Regions from separate parts of the Arabidopsis thaliana genome. Here region 1 is linked to region 2. The links are chromatin contacts, called in public capture Hi-C maps. All regions are on one chromosome and are shown on one strand. Each heading gives the region's core, a stretch centred on a gene start, on an enhancer-like site or on the middle of the called end of the contact. The rest is flanking DNA. Distances are from core to core; before and after follow the strand shown.

The links. Capture Hi-C pulls out chosen DNA fragments and counts their contacts.
Region 1: a capture Hi-C map of shoot shows a contact between it and region 2, with 2.6 times the contacts expected there. The contact joins the promoter of JR1 here to the promoter of ABCG29 in region 2. A contact is called at or near these places in 3 of 26 Hi-C or Micro-C datasets (leaf, root and rosette leaf) and 1 of 3 other capture datasets (shoot).

The regions. Positions count from the first base shown.
Region 1 is chr3:5,597,782-5,600,481 of TAIR10.1, reverse strand. JR1 (Mannose-binding lectin superfamily protein) reads left to right here and starts at 1,258. Exons shown (of 5, transcript NM_001202984.2): 1 at 1,258-1,289; 2 at 2,074-2,488. It overlaps MPPalpha (mitochondrial processing peptidase alpha subunit), which reads right to left and starts at 772. Exons shown (of 13, transcript NM_112519.4): 1 at 538-772; 2 at 15-248. The coding sequence starts at 576.
Region 2 is chr3:5,537,982-5,540,681 of TAIR10.1, reverse strand. ABCG29 (pleiotropic drug resistance 1) reads right to left here and starts at 1,297. Exons shown (of 19, transcript NM_112505.4): 1 at 475-1,297; 2 at 133-342; 3 at 1-52. The coding sequence starts at 785.

The DNA of each region.
Region 1 (2,700 bases), core at 9-2,508, 60 kb before region 2:
AAAGAAGCTCTCACCGGAGACATCTCAGTGGCTATAGTCAGACCATTTGGAAGAGTAGTGGTCTTAAGTTTGCTAGGCTCAACATGGTCAGAGAGTGGTGGTGGAAGAGAGACACCAGCCAAGGGAATGTTCATAGAAGGAAGTGAACTAGAGTAGCCTCCACTTAGCCAGCTGGAGGAAGAAGAGCTCGTTGCAACAGCACTAGAACTTGCATAACGAGAAGCTCGAAAATTGTGGTTTAGAATGCCCTATAAACACACACACACACACACACATCCTAAGCATCATTAATCTCTTGATTCAATTAACATTGTAAAAATAAGAACTTTCGAAACAGAGACATTTCATAAACCTGCAAAAAGCATGAATAATGGCACCAGCTACTATAAAGCGATAAAATTGAATCAAGATCTATAAGAATCTAAGAGACCCTTTAATCCAAATCCAAAAACAATGAATCATACAAATTGTTCAATACTAAGCATTCTCCTAAAAAAACCAGAATCTCAATGGAAACAAGTGAAGTAGGACATTGACCTTAAGGGCCTTGGCTCGAGAAGCTGCCGTACGGTACATGATGATGACTGCGAAACCCTAGCTTGGTCAGATGAGTACCGGTGAATGTGGCTGACGACGGGAGAGAGATAGAGGCCGAGTCAGAGCTGAAAAGAAACGAGAGAAGGGAACGATTTTTTTTCCTAATTAAGGTTATTGGATCGGGCAATTGCTTCTAATTACATTGATAGGCCCATATGATATAATAGTCTTGGCCCAAATTATAACATATAGAAAAGATGAATTTAAAGCCCATGTATTGTAGTGGTGTGATCCTATTATATTTTCTCTCAATTATATTTTTTTTCTTTTCTTTTTCACGTACCATTGTGTAAAAATTCAAGTAAGGTAACGACATTTACATGCAGTCACAAATGAAACAAGAATTTTTTTGAGGTGTGTGTAAAGTGAAACGAAAAAAGTACTAAGAAAGTTTATCTTCTCTAAGTTAATAGAATTATTTTGAAACGTAGTATCCACATATATAGAAGACTCGTGTGTGGTGCATATATATACTGCATAACTTCAATTGAACTGTATTATATAACTATGACTATCCATCCATGGGAAGATAAGAATGAGAGCCGAATGCTAAAAAGCAAGGGACCCGAATTAAACAAAAATGAATAAAGGAGAAAGGTTTGTGTGATTTTGTCAATTGTCGTCGTTTAGTGGATGTGTAAAAATACTAAATACTATAACAGGTGGTGTGGGTCTATCTTTTTTTTTTTTTGGTCTAATGTTAAATGTGGGTCTATCTTAATAATGCAGAAATAGTGCAATACGATTCATGAGTGGAAAAAATCATATTTGGGTACTCTCATATATAGTCTCATTAATCATTATCACCGAGTGGGGCGTACGATACACTTTTTCTTCTTTATCTGTTTTCATCTAATCATCATACTGTATGTCTATATTATCGTAGCATTCATCATCGAGTTATGAAACTTATGCCAAAAGAAAAGAAAAAAAAATCATTTGAGATTGGTTAAATTTCTATTTTAAGATTTAAACCAAAATGTTTAAAGTTCTATAAGCTCTAATTAAAGTCTCTGCAGTCCATTAAAATGGATAATTAGGATTTGCCGAACTTGAAAGGAGTAATGCACATTTTGATGCTCACGTGAACAACGAGTTGTAACGGTTTCGCTATAATTGGAGGCAGATGAGAAATGGTCGTGTGTGAGTTTTAATACCACGTGATTAACGGAGCCACAATCATATTCATGGGCCATTCTCATGAGCTATAATTTGAGGTGTAGCTGAGAGATGGTCAAATGCCACGAACTTTGAGTATTTCTTTCTTAACTTTGCATTTTTTTAGACGTAAGTTTTTTTTTTCATAGCCTACATTTCTTTGACAACTCATAACCTACATTTTGAGAATTTATAAATGTCAATTTATCATTTAACCTTCTCACGATAATGCAATTCCTATGGTAAATGTCAACTCATAACAGACTCTACGAAGAATCTACGACACTGTGAAAATCTCTAATCCAATATTCAAAAGAGAGTTAAAAAAAAAAAAAAAAAACAGAAGAGAACATCTTTACGATGCTGCTTTCACGATTTTAAAATTTTAGGTGATTTTTTTTGGAATTTTGGAATTCTCTTTACAAATTTTATGTTGTAAGGTAGATTCAATTTTAAAAAAAAAAAGATATTTAGATTAATACAAGTTCCTAAGTCCTAACTAATCAAAGCTTCCATCCCTCGTGAAGCACGAGTTGGTTGAATATAAAGTCTCTCAAAAAGAAAAGAAAAAGTGGTTAGTATTGGCAGAAAAAAAAAGTGGTTAGTATTGGATGAAAAGAGAATTTAATGTTCGTATTCAAAAATGTTTTATATATACTATATAGTATATATACAAAATCCCAAGATTAACTCATTCATATTCCATCTTCATCTCCATTTCTCACACTCAAAGGTGTTTCTTCCTTCCCTTTAATGTACTCCTTTTTTCTTTCTTTCACAAAATCGTTATATTGATTTTTACTAGTTTTATTTGAATTATTGAATTTCTTTATATGATAATGAATCTATGAGAATATGATACCATTGTTTAAAGTAATGTCCTAGTGGAAGTATTATAGTCCTCAGATTAGATTAGTTTCATCATCATGAAAGTGCTTGAGTAGT
Region 2 (2,700 bases), core at 48-2,547:
TAATAAAAGAGTTGTTTTCCCTGATGATGGTGGACCTAATAAAAGTGTCATTCTGCCACCAAAACCATACATTATAATCAACATCGAAATGATGTAAAAAAAAAAACACATTTTAAGTTTCTAAGTAATAACCTTGAAGGTTTGATAATCCCGGAGACGTCTCTAAGAATAGTGACTTTAGTGGTTTTTGTAAAGTTAAAACCAAGCAAACGAAGACCTCTCTCTGCAATGTTTAAAGCAGCGTTGGGTAATGTGGGAAGAGCTCTTTTTCCTATGTGACAATTCGCCTCTATCGTTACTTTCTCGAATCTCACTTCCACTGTCGGTAGCTTTATCCGCACCCTGCCATAAATGTTACAAACATCACATAAAAAAAAAAAAAAAGAAAATTCCAAAAACAAGAAATTTATATCAGAATATATTCTGTCCCAAGAAGAAAAAAAAAAGTAGTACTAGAAAACTAGGATAAAAAACCTGTCGATTCGATTCCTAAACTTTTTCAAGAACTTCTCGTTATCTTCCTCGGTGACTTTGAAGATAGAATCGATGAACTTCTGGCGATCATCAACACCGAGCTTGGTAACGTCGACGAGATCTTCGTGAGGATGAATGATAGTGGTACGAAGACGAGCAAAGGTTGGAAGTTTCTCGAGAGCAGCCCATTTAAGAGCTTCCTCATCGTGATCATCTATCGTTGAACCGCTTCTCCTTGAGAAATGGTTATTACTATTACTCGCTAACAACTCTCCTAAGCTCTTACTTAGGCTTCTCGATAACGTCTCCATTTTTTTTTTTTTGGTGGATTTGGGAATTGGTAAAGAAGAGAAGGGTTTGTTTATTTATGCATTTTGATTTGGTAGCCGTTTAAAAAATTTCGGAAAATAAAAAGAAAGCGTGAGGAATATGCGGGCTGAGTGGGTAAGAGCTAGGACATGTGGACTAATTAACTAGGTTTTGTTATAGAAAATTGTATTACGAAATCTAATTGTGGAATTTCTTTTAATTTTACTATATATAAGGGATTTCCTTGAAGTTTAAACTATGCATACCCTTTTCTTTGAAATACTAGTAAACAATCAACGACAAAAACAACTTCTTTCAAACAGTAAATAATAGAACAACAATGGGTCTAGTAAATAATTTGTCTGGGCCTAAATAAATCATCACATTCGAAACAAGTCCTACCTACATACTTACTAACATTGTGGTCTAAAAAGAGTAGACAATTGGTCAAAGTTACAAACAAGTCTCTTCAACCCTAAAAATCGATACATGGAATTAACAATGACCCAAAGAGGCAAAGAGATATCGTCTCAAGAAATCTTTATATATATATACATATTTGCTCAATATATCTCACTAAAGTTTATTTTGCACAAAATAAAAAAGTTTTTTATTATATTTGGAGAAAGAGAAAGGTGAAACTACTGTATTCGGTGACCAAGATTGGTTCTGTTATGCCACTACATAAGATGGATTTGGTGACCAGCTTGGTTCTGTTATGGGCATGTAAATCTGATCCTCTAATTCAAGGAAAAACCTTTAAAACAGATAACCAACTAATAGTACTTATAACATAAAAGCCAAAAAAAATCATTTATTTTATGTCATGTATTTTGCACAGTTAACATTATACAAAAGCTGTTAAAACACTATAAACACTATAGATATTGACTATTGAGGATCAAAGCTAGAGATATAATATTAGTATACATATTACATCGACCATCATCTTTCATTATGAACACTAGTGGATTGCCTATCTTTTTTTTTTTTTTTCCCTTCAATTCATTCTTTTAATAAATGATACTTAATGATATTAGACTTTACATATTTTTTCACGATAGAATATCATTGATGGTATAACTTTATATTAGTTGGTATGATGGGATTTGCACTCACCAACTCATATCTGTGCAAACGTGTCTGGCGTTGAACAAATAAACCAAACTTGCAAGGCTCAAAGGTCAAAAGTGTTTGAAATTAATCTCCATGGCTTCGAGCTTTCACGGACCCAACACCAACATTAACAACTTTTCACTTTGATAAAACACGTCGATACTTGAAATCATAATGTCACAGATTCGTCATCTAAGCGTTCAAGTTTCGATATTCTTTTACTTCATTTTCCAACACTATGTAAAAGAATTACTATATAAGAAATAATGAGCTTTCGAAGAACTCAGCCAAGTTTTGGTTTGAGGCTTGAAGCAAATGGGTCGAAGAAATAAGATTGTGAAGCCCACAGATGATAAAGGCTTTGAGCATGACTAGCCGTTATATATAAACTATACAAGCTTATCCTTTATAAAACAAAGTGTTACATAAAAATATCTTAATTTTATATATACCGCAAAAAGGCTAAATAAATCGTGAATTCCACAATTCAGACCAAAAAAATTGAACATTTTCATGAACCAAAATAATTACCAAAATTGTATTGATTTTGCTAAAATATTAGTCCCATTGTTAGTCAACTACTCAACTTTCTTGGCTTAGTCAATGAGGGAGTAGCTTTTGTTATCTAAATTCGTCGGTGTTAACAAAAATTCTAAGTCACGATTCTGGAAGAAAAATTAAGTTTTTTTTTCTTCATGAAATCCTTTTCTTTCAATCATAACTTATCGATAGACAATCGTTCCCTACCTTGGTGATTATGGACTAATTTGCGATATGGCAAGTTGTATTTCTAATGAATTG